Linked DNA regions of Mus musculus: all the other regions are linked to region 3. The links are chromatin contacts, called in public promoter capture Hi-C maps. All regions are on one chromosome and are shown on one strand. Each heading gives the region's core, a stretch centred on a gene start, on an enhancer-like site or on the middle of the called end of the contact. The rest is flanking DNA. Distances are from core to core; before and after follow the strand shown.

Region 1 (3,492 bases), core at 422-2,921, 190 kb after region 3:
GGTGGGGGTGTCTCAACGTGCCTTGGGGCTCCCAGTCAAGTACTTAAAATCCTTAGAATCAGAAGGTCATCTCACCTGCAACAGCAAACTGAGCTCGGTGCGAAGCAGCAGTACTTCTAGTGTGACAACAGCAACCTGGTATTCATCTGGTTCCTCCTGCCCTTCGGGGAAACTCAATCCATCTGGGCGCTCCTCAGTATAGCCATACAACCGTAGTACATCCCGGCCACCCTGGCACACATTCAGGACCCGGTCACCATCTAACAGACCTCCTAGGCAATAGAGCTGGTCCCCCACTCAGCACACCCTCAAGCCTTTCTGGTCAACCCTAAGCACAGGTCTAGTCCCCTTCTCCGATAAGGTCCAAGAGTTTCACCTGCACAGCATCCACCGTGCTGCGAAAGACGGGGTTATTAAACTTCACTGAGCGCCAATACCGGGGCCGCTGCGGGCTGAGGAGGTTGCGACCATATTTTTCCAGGATGTTCAGGGCCGTGGATAGGGTGTTGAGGTAGTTTCGAGGCTGGGAGCATTCAGAAAAGCAGAGTCGTGAGCCTAGCCCACCTGGCCTCTGAGCCTAGGTCCCCTTCCATGGAGCGCCGGGCGGGCTTGACCTCACCTCCCCATGAGCGTTGCAGCGGACCAAGCGTCCGGCGTCCAGCTGCAGGTAGCGGGCGGCTGGTGGCAGAGAGGTGGCCAGAAGCGGCATGAGCTGCTCCAGGGGAAAAACCTGCGCAGAATCCCACCTCAGGGCGCTCGCCAGCTCCTCGCGGGCCGCCAGGAAGCCTCGCTCCTCGTCTCCCGGCATCCTGAGACTGGAGACAGGCTCAGCTTCTCTGCCCTCCAGGGGCTGGCGCAGGTGCGCGCGGCGCCACAGCAGCCCGGGTCACTTAAGCCACCGCCCCGCTCAGCCCCATCCACGGCCAGGGTTACCGGGAACAGGAAGTCCTGGCAGAGAGGGCGGGACTGTGGGCCACTTTAGAGGAAAAGGAGGGTTCGGAGTGACGGTAAAGCTGAGATCAGGAAGGGTGGCCAGGTCGCCGCCAATGAAGAAGCCGCGGCCCGGGCTCCTCCCATAATGCTACGGAACCTTTTCCTTCCGAATCAGGCTCTCTTCTTCGCCTTCCCTTAAACTATCCCGCCCCTTCCGGAGGGACCCACCTCCCATGCGAGGGGTTAATTTTGCCCAGAGCTTTGCTATCTTTATTTCCATAGTGTTGGTTCTGTTCCATTCCCCGGCGGGGAAGTCCCACCTTATCGGGGACCGGCTCTGGCTGCCCTTAGCCCGGCTCAGGCGGGCTCCTCCCTTCTCTAGTCTGTCCTGAAGGGAAGGCAGTCCCGCTCGTCCTGCTCCCTTCCATCTTGCCAGGCTTTCCTCCTTCTTATCCTTCCTACTCTCTCGGATCCTACTTGGTCCCCTCCTCAGTCTAGCGTCATGGAACCCCACCTCTGGGTACCCCCTTTCCTATTGTCCCACCCTCTCTCAGTCCAGTACTTCCCCTGGACGGTCCATACTATAAGCTCCGCCCTTCTCGAGAGGCCGCCTCTATTTGAGTCTCCGCCGTCCCACGCTTTCCTAGCTCCTCCCTTGGACAGCCCCTGATGATGAAGCCAACACCGCCCTTCCTAGTGGCAACTAGCTGGGAATGGCTGAGGGGGTACTACTCACGGTTGGTGGCCGGCCAGGAGGAGGAGAAAAAAGGGAGGGGGCGTGGCTGAGGGGGGTGGGTCTGGGCCTGGAGAGTGAAAGCGAAAGCTGGGGCTGCTAGCCCAGGCTCGAGAGCTGCCAAGTGGGGGGAAGCATGGCCAAGCCTTGTGGGGTCCGCTTGAGTGGAGAAGCCCGAAAACAGGTAAATGGGAACCGAAGCCAGGAAGGAGTGAGAAGTCCTAACGGAGATAAAGCTCGGTGCTCCTGGGCACCAATGGGGCCTTGCGAGCGAACTCCACCGGCCTCTCTTTCTTTAGGGCTTTCTTTCACTTCTGCTCAGGGATTGCCAGTGCCGTGTCCTCGAGCCAATCTGTGCACTGAGCAGGCTCCTCCAGGGGGAAACTAGCTTTGTGGGACAGGTTTGGGCTAGAGTTGGAAGGCACCTAGGTTGGGAGTGGGCCCTTATTCTATACAAACTAAACCCTAACCAGCATCCGGCTACTTCTGTCTGTGCAGGTGGATGTCTTCAGACAAAATCTTTTCCAGGAGGTAAGTCTCTGAATTCAGTCGATGTAACCCAGAGTCTTAGTGCAGAACTCTAGGGCCACAAGCTCTGAGTAACCCACCAGTTCACCTTAATTTTGGTGTCTCCGAACCTTCATGCTTACTCAAGGTGAACTGCAATGATTTGTTTCTACTTGTAATCTGATCAATCTTAGAACTCTTAACTGCTTTTGCCACTCCCCTTGAATGGAAAGGTAAAGATGTCGCCCAAAGGGAAAACCCCATAGCCCTACTTCTGCCCTTCATGAGATTGGGCAAGTCCCTTTATTTCCAGGGCTAGGGTTTCCTCATACGAGAGTCTTGAGCTCAGTGATTTCCATGGGCCAACTTCTGATACGTATCAACAAACCTCTTGCATGATTATTTTTGTAATGTAACTTGCAGGCTGATGACTTCCTCTGCACTTTCTTGCCACGGAAAATCATATCCCTGAGTCAGCTCTTGCAGGTGAGTAGTATAGACCCCTCTGCTCCATCTCCTGACACCTCTCATCACCCATCTGACGGGCATCAGCATGCTGGGAGCTGAGTGAGCCTGGCCGGGTGTGGTGGCACACACGTTTAATCCCAGCACTCGGGAGGCAGAGGCAGGCGGATTTCTGAGTTCGAGGCCAGCCTGGTCTACAAAGTGAGTTCCAGGACAGCCAGGGCTATACAGAGAAACCCTGTCTCAAAAAAAAAAAAAGGCTTGAGCCTGGGTTGGGAGGAAGAGAGATGGAAGGCTGTGTCTGGTGAAGGGAGGAGGCTGGGTAGTGTCTGAGAATAAATTCTACAGGAGGATTCCCTCAATGTGGCCGACCTCTCCTCCCTCCGGGCTCCTCTGGACATCCCTATCCCAGATCCTCCACCCAAGGATGACGAGGTAAGGCATTCAGTGTGCAGAGCCTGAACTCTAAGCCAGTGGCAACACCACCACAGTGTGGCAGCCTCCAAGACTGTTCTAAAGCTGCTTTCCTTATTTTGCCTTAGATGGAAACAGACAAGCAGGAGAAGAAGGAAGGTAATGGAGACCTGGTGAGGAGGGGGGAGGCTGGTGCAGGGATGTGGGTGACATAAAGGCCCCACTCTCATCTTTCTCTTAGTCCCTAAGTGTGGCTACCTCCCGGGGAACGAGAAGCTTCTGGCCTTGCTCGCTTTGGTTAAGCCAGAAGTCTGGACTCTCAAAGAGAAGTGCATTCTGGTGAGCCTGGGCCCTGGGGGAGGTGGGAAGAAAAGCACAGCACAGCTGTGGTCCAGTCAGAGATGCAGGTCTTCAACCCAGAGACCTAATATATAATAAGA
Region 2 (3,411 bases), core at 810-3,309, 160 kb before region 3:
TGTGATAGGTCAGTTTTCCCAACAGGCTTACAATGATGTACATAATTGAAATTTTGAATATATTCTGTATAAATTATTACACTGTAAATTAATCAAACCTTTTGAACAGTTTTTGTGCTCATGTCTTGGAACACTGGGTCCCCAGGTAGTGGTACTGCCTTTGGAAGGTTGTAGAACCCTAAGAGGTGCAGTCTCATGGGAGGAAGCTGTTTGGTGCAGGCTGGTTGTGAAGTTTTATGTCAGAGTGGCACTTCCTGTCTGCTGATACAGTGCGACTCGCCCTTCACAGTTCTGCCACAATGTGTTTCCATCATGAACTGTGTCCTCAAACTGTAGCCATGAGGTTTCTTATCACACCTTTCAAGGAGCAACAAAAACAACAGGTTTCATCAGTCACTGCCTTAAGTAAAGGCAGCATCTCCTACTGACCCCCATTGCTTTGTAACTAATCACAATCCCAGCTTCCTGATCTTCAAACCATAATTGAACTCTGAAGTGCACAACATAGACAGCAGCCAAGGGAGGCAGCAGAGAAAGCAGAATTCTGGGAAACTGTAGCAGACAAAGAGAATGCAGGAAAATCATGGGATCGGTGTTTATGAGGTTGATGCCCTGCTGGGGACTGAACCTTATCTCCTCCCCCACCTACAGCCAAGCCAAGAGATATAAGCCAATGCTGGTGGACCTGAGCCATGGTGTTGTGGAGCCAGCTCCCTAGTTCTATATGACCTATCCCTCCGTTTTCAAGGACACAAGAGGAAAACCTTGCCTTGGGCTCTGGGGCTTGCTCTCACCGATGCAGAGCCGCCAGACAAGACATCTCCAGCTCCAGCTCCTCCTCTTCCCTGCTAGTGATGCAGGGTCAGAGGACAGCTCTCAGCATTAGCAAAGGAAAACACAGGACCTGCAGTTACATTCCCACCTAGGAACTAAACCTCCAGTCGGTCTCCAAGAGAAATGGCACTGCACTGTGTGGCCTTCTCTTCATTAGACTCCTTCTGAGTCCAGAGAAGCATCGAGAAGATACTTAAAATGTGTTTAACAGTTAATGGTAGAATGATCATGGTCTCAGTTTCTAGTCTACATTTGTAAACAGACAGTAGTGGTATTTCCCAGGGTAGTTTTAACAACAAAAGAAAAGGTGCTAACTCTCAGACAGTGACATAGTTTAGAACCATCCAGGCTTCTGGAGAAAACTGCCTACCTCATACCCATAACCCTAACTTCCTCTCACACTTACCAAGAATATTTCTCTAGGATGGTTAAGCAGAAAGGACCCTTAATTTGAAATCAGAAAGATCTAATTCTAAACCGTAAGAGCTAAAGGTCAGGTCAACAAATTGAAACAGTAATAAGTATTTGATGAGGTTGCTATGAAAGTAACAATGTTCCTAACGGAATGACACTAAATTGCATACACAGTCTGAGGAAATGGTCATGCCATCTCTTCTCTTTCAGGTTGAAGTCCCTGAGGTCCTATCCTAGACTTGGCTTCCTCCTTTAGTGTTTGTTGTTTTTTCTCTCTGTCTCTTCTTCAGGCAATAACCACAGGTTCCAAGAAAAAGAAATGCAAGCTAATGTCAGATTTTAGGTAACCCTTATTTAAGGAGAATGCTGTTCAAGTTTTAATAAATAGTGAAATAACATGGAATGAAATAGCATAAAAACTAACTGTGTATATTGTATTTCTTTCTTTACTTTTTAAATTTTCCATACATCAAAATATGATCATATCCATTTCCTAACTCAACCCCTGTACATGTCTATACATGTATATGTCCTTAGAGTCTTTTTCCAAAACACATTTCCTGGTGAGGGCTATAATAATCACAGCCTCTGTGCTCCTGGAGTCTCACTGCAAAGATTATCCTCTACCCAAGATTCTAGGGATCTATAACAAGTTGCCCTAACTAGGAAGGTAAGATCCCTTCATATTCCGTCCTGACACTCCTAACCCACACAGAGGCACAGTTGAGGACCTATCTGAGTATCTGGGATCCAAGAGTCCAGGCTTCAGTTTCACCTCTAGTAAAACAGTGGTATTCCCGGGGAGTGTCCAGTTATGAAGACAACTTAAAGAAGACGCCTTGACCACACAGTTCCTGTGATAACAGCTCTGCCACTCCCCTGCCCGCTGGGAGTAATAAGCCTAAGGCCCAAATATGAAGCCTGCAGCAGCCCTGAGGAGGCCCTCTGAGAGGATGCATCTTCTTACTCTTCATCTGCTGCTCCTTCTCCTGGGTTCCAGCACCAAAGCTGGTGAGTGCTGGGGTCGCTCCCTCTCCAATCTGCAGGGTCAGCTCCTAAAAGAACAAAGCTTAGTGTGTCATTTGGGACTCTCAAATGGGACTCATAGCCCTTCTCAAGACCTTCAGAGTGAAGTCTTCTTGTGGGATGTCCTGCCCATCCTTTAAGGCTGGCATGGTTTCTAGGAACACAGGTGCTTGTGCTGACTGACAGAGAATCCTAAAGTCATTGGGAGAAAGACAGATCCAGGATACCAGGCACATTCTCTTCATCTTTGAGTCCCAAGACAGAAGATCACCTTGTGATGTTGCTGTTCTGTGCCTCTGAGCAGGGCAGGGCAAGAGGAACCTGGACAGCATGTGCTGCAGGAAGGAAGATGGGCTAGGGACACAGCAGAGTGTAAAATATCAGAAGTAGGAGACTGCCTAAGTCTAAGGCAGGATTGGATCCTTGAGAAAGAAGTGACTTTGTGGCAGAGGGCGGGCTGTGGGTGAGAGGAGCTGACAGAGATGCCTGAGAGAAGTATGGCAGAGTTTAGGGCAAGAAGCCAAGGGAAGCCGCTCTCAACCTTTCCCCGACTGTGTACGAGAAAGAGAGCACCCATGCCTATCTCAGGTCGTGGGGTTCTGTGTTCTAGGAGAGATCATTGGAGGCACGGAGTGCATACCACACTCCCGCCCCTACATGGCCTATCTGGAAATTGTCACTTCTGAGAACTACCTGTCGGCCTGCAGTGGCTTCCTGATAAGAAGAAACTTTGTGCTGACTGCAGCTCACTGTGCGGGAAGGTGAGACAAGGCGCTGCTTATCCTTAATACGAAGTAAACCACGGGATAGCAACCTGGGACACATGCAAGTGGACCTGAGAGGGATCCTGAGCCTAGGTCAACTGACAAATGTCATTAAATAGATGCCATGAGCCTCAATCACTATAAATGCAGCTCCCCTCAGAGGAGAGAGAGGATTCTCCAATATGGCCCCTCCATGTCCCCTTAAACCTGGAAGATGCCCACAGCTCACTTGTCGGGATCTACCCAGTAGTTTTCTGGGGGTCTCTCCTTGCTATTTTCAAGAACACCGGCCATCAGTTCCAAGGTCCACAGCCCAACATTTTTAAGGAAGGAGGAACAAGCCCACAGGACCCTTTCTATTTCCTGAACTCCT
Region 3 (3,608 bases), core at 850-3,349:
ATCAGTTGGGCCTGCCACACCAGCAAGGACATCTTCTGACCCCGTGGCTGGCACTCCTCAGATTCCACATACTTTACCCTTCAGAGGCACAACACCTGGGCCAGTCTTTACTGAGACTCCCGGTCCTCACCCCCAAAGGAATCAGGTGAGACACTGGCAAGACTAGAGCACACCCTCTTACCCAGGAGAACTGCACGGTGATGAGATTAGGCTCTTGAATAGAAAGCCTGAGAGCTCTGTGTTGTTTGCAGGGAGATGGAAGACACGGCACTCCTTGGTATCCCTGGACCCCACCGAATCCAATGACAGGTACCCATTCTTCATTCTCTCTTGCTCTCCCCGCTCAGCTCTCCCATCACCTTCCTCCTCAGCACTTATCTATAGACATGAGTTACTCTGGAGGTGGGAAGGAATGACTAGAGATCATCTAACCCGATCTGCCTCGTTTAAGACGAGGAACATGACATCCACTAGGAGAGGATCCCACTGAGGTCACACAACGAAAGAAAGTCGGGATTGGCTGACTTTTCCCAGCACAGAGTCTGTGAGCCCCCACAGTTCCTTTATTGATAAGCAAGTCCAGAAGGTCTCCCATCAAAGACACCCAAACAGCAGGCACTACTCTTTGAGCTTCTACAAGACTAATTCTGAAGAGGCACAGCTCATACTGGGACGCAGTAGCTAGCAGGTGAAGACCCTGCATTTGCATTCCCCAGGGAGATCACAAGGTGTCGCTGCCCCTTTCCCCAAAGTGCTTGTCAACTTCATCTTTCTAACCTCTGAACCCTCTCACCATCACCTCCTCCTTTCCTCTTAAAGGGCCACCGGCTCTCGTCTTCAACAACTGTTCTGAAGTGCAGATTGGGAACTACAACTCCTTGGTAGCACCACCAAGAACTACTGCCTCAAGTTCGGCCAAGTATGACCAAGCACAGTTCGGCAGGGGTAGGGGCTGGCAGCCCTTCCACAAGTAGACTTCAGAGAATCACTGCAAGAGCCTGAAGTGTGCCATTCAGCGTGGCAATAAAAAGCACGTTTTAAGCAACCTGGACTGGCTAAGACAGTCCTTGCCACTTCCTGAAGCTCACAACATTCTGTGAGGACAGTTGGACCTACACCCAAACTGACTCTTGACCCATCTCCTTAAAGTCAATAAACATAGCATGTTAACTGTGAGAGAGTCTGAGGTGTCAATCCAGGGCATCAGGGATGGACAGCCAGGAGCTGGCTACCCTGGAGGGGGGGGGTGAGGTGTGTGTGGGGGGAGTTGGTGCTACAGGAAAAGGGGACCTGGGGACCAGATATTGAGATATAGGCCACCTCCTGGCTCATAAGGTCAGGGTCCAGCTGGTGGCAGGAAGGAATCAGGGGCTCTGCTCTCTAATGCTCCAGTCTCAGGGTAGGGTACTTCCTCCAGAGCTCAGGGCTGATACCACCCTAAGCCTAGGCTGACAGGAGAAAAGTTCTCCCTTTTCTCCTTGATTTTGAGCACTGGGTTTTGGGGCCCTGGTGAAGGAAGGTGTCTCAGGAAATTCGAAGGCACCCCAGGCTTTCTAGACCACCACACACCTGCTGCACAGACCTCCTGCACCTTGCTTTCCTAGGCATGGCAGCAGGGTTTTTTGTTTGTTTATTTGTTGTTTTGATTCTCTGTATCCAAGAATTGATAACTATATCCAACAAAAAGGAACACCAACTCAAGGAGCTGAAAATGGCCAGACAGTTCACACTTGGCCACATCAGAGGGACCAAGAGTGAACGGGAAATGTCACTCCTGACCTCGCCCACACCCCGGCCCCAGCTGGTACCAGGACACCCCCCCACCTCCCCGCTTTCTCCCAGGCTTTCCTTGGCCTCCCCACTTCCAAATGTTGTATCCTTATCTTGTCACATCCCTTTGTCGTCCCCTTACCCCGTTACCTCGTGTTTCTCCCACGGCCCACCTGCTCATCGACATCGTCGTCGTCGTTAAAGAAAGAGAGAAGGTGATGATTAGAGAATGCAATCTGAGCATGGGAAGCAGCCAGGGGAGTCAGGCTCCAGAACGGGAAGGGGCTGGGCTGTATCGCGGGGAAGTGGGAGGGGGCCTTGGCGCCAAGAGGGAAGTGCCAGTCGCCCGGCAGGCCCTGAGCCACTAGCAAAGCAGCGAAGGTGAGTAGTAGCCATCCCACCCAGGTTCCCTCCTGGAGCCTAGCTTTGCTGAGAGAACTTCTGGAGCTTGACCCAAAGCGGTGAGTCTGCGGCACCTTCTTCTCAGCTCCAGCCAGGACACTAGCACGGTATGGTTTGTGGGAAGGATAAAGAAGTCCTGTCACAGCTGGGAGCCCTGTGAGAGAGCACTTAGCAGGGAACCCTATTGCTGCTGAAAGCTTAGTGGCTTGCCCGAGAGTGGCTTCGGGAGAGATGGGAAAGCGCGGTGGTCCGGGCCAGGTTATTGACTCAGCGCCCTGTGATCCCTAGGGCAGGGGCTCCGGGCTGGGGCGGGGAAGACCATGGCCCGCCTCTTCAGTCCCCGGCCTCCTCCCAGCGAAGATCTCTTCTACGAAACTTACTACAGCCTGAGCCAACAGTACCCACTGCTGATACTGCTTTTGGTCATTGTGCTCTGCGCGCTGGTGGCACTGCCCGCCGTCGCCTGGGCCAGCGGCAGGGTAAGATGGGCTAGATGTGGGAGCTCTAGGCAGGGGCTGCCTCGGGCTGGGGACATTTGAAGATCTGAGATTTGCGAGGTCTTTTAGTTAATAATGTCTTTGCTGGGAACCAAAAACGAAGCGTTGAACCTCGTCATGAATTGTGACTCTGGTTACATGTGACAGAGCTCTCCACCCTCTAAGCTTAGTCTCTGGGTCTATACTAGGACGTAAGTGAGTCCCGAATGCTTCTCGCTGTGTTCTATTGGTTCTCGAGTAAATCCAACACCGGATTTTCCATTTTTCCAGAGAGGAAACTCTACTCATGTCCCTGGGGAGAGTCATTTCCTGACTTTTTCTCTATCCAGATTTGGGAATGTGGGGCTGCTAGCTGTGCCCACAGACTTCCAAAAGATAGTTTTTGCCTTCCTCCATCTTTTTTTGTTTTTGTTTTTGTTTTTTCGTTTTTATTCTGGGCAAGAAAGGGGAACTATTCCACTCTGGGTTTCCCTTTCACTCCTGGGAGGAAAGGTGGGGCAAATGACTGGGAACTAACCCTTGTCTACCCCAAGTCCTGAAAGAGGAGGGACGAGAGGTAGGGTAGTACTGGGGCTTATAGGTTAGAGGAAAGGCAGCCACTCAGAACTCAGTGCTGGGGGGGGCGAGGGGTTGCAGAAACTTGGGCTGCCCTGGTAGACATTTGTCAAGTTTAGTGGTTTGGCTTCAGGAGAAAGGAATTCTTTCTCCCAAGCAAATTAGCCATTTGGATGACATTCACTCCGAAAGCCAAGCGATGCCACCGTTCTCCTTTACCTGTGGGGATAGCCGGGCAAGTCTAGAGTCCCTTGGCTTGAGAGATAGGGACAGGAGGACCAGGAGCTCAAAGTTCTCAGCTGCAGTGAGTTGGAGGCCAGCCCAAGCTACATGAGCCCCTGCCTCCAAACTAAATAAGCAAACAACAAACAAACAAACTCTAAC

The links. Capture Hi-C pulls out chosen DNA fragments and counts their contacts.
Region 1: a contact with region 3 is called in a promoter capture Hi-C map of liver. The contact joins the promoter of Psme2 here to the promoter of Adcy4 in region 3. A contact is called at or near these places in 7 of 39 promoter capture datasets (the C10 cell line, embryonic stem cells, hematopoietic stem and progenitor cells and 3 more), 2 of 115 datasets of contacts at active chromatin or transcription factors (bone marrow-derived macrophages and epiblast stem cells) and 3 of 9 other capture datasets (adipose tissue, liver and macrophages).
Region 2: a contact with region 3 is called in a promoter capture Hi-C map of pancreatic islet. The contact joins the promoter of Cma1 here to the promoter of Adcy4 in region 3. A contact is called at or near these places in 15 of 39 promoter capture datasets (the 3T3-L1 cell line, the HPC-7 cell line, the SN4741 cell line and 10 more), 1 of 115 datasets of contacts at active chromatin or transcription factors (embryonic stem cells) and 3 of 9 other capture datasets (adipose tissue, liver and pancreatic islet).

The regions. Positions count from the first base shown.
Region 1 is chr14:55,589,200-55,592,691 of GRCm38.p6, reverse strand. It overlaps Psme2 (proteasome (prosome, macropain) activator subunit 2 (PA28 beta)), which reads left to right and starts at 1,671. Exons shown (of 11, transcript NM_011190.3): 1 at 1,671-1,850; 2 at 2,165-2,197; 3 at 2,597-2,659; 4 at 2,987-3,073; 5 at 3,181-3,211; 6 at 3,294-3,391. The coding sequence starts at 1,803. Rnf31 (ring finger protein 31) reads right to left here and starts at 950. Exons shown (of 21, transcript NM_194346.3): 1 at 620-950; 2 at 377-523; 3 at 76-231. The coding sequence starts at 808.
Region 2 is chr14:55,943,323-55,946,733 of GRCm38.p6, reverse strand. Cma1 (chymase 1, mast cell) reads left to right here and starts at 2,059. Exons shown (of 5, transcript NM_010780.3): 1 at 2,059-2,259; 2 at 2,885-3,035. The coding sequence starts at 2,202.
Region 3 is chr14:55,782,563-55,786,170 of GRCm38.p6, reverse strand. Adcy4 (adenylate cyclase 4) reads left to right here and starts at 2,099. Exons shown (of 26, transcript NM_001361604.1): 1 at 2,099-2,279; 2 at 2,461-2,651. The coding sequence starts at 2,493. Ripk3 (receptor-interacting serine-threonine kinase 3) reads left to right here. Exons shown (of 10, transcript NM_019955.2): 8 at 1-145; 9 at 252-309; 10 at 820-1,176. The coding sequence ends at 974. Gm32092 (a long non-coding RNA gene) reads right to left here and starts at 2,092. Exons shown (of 5, transcript XR_874644.2): 1 at 1,921-2,092.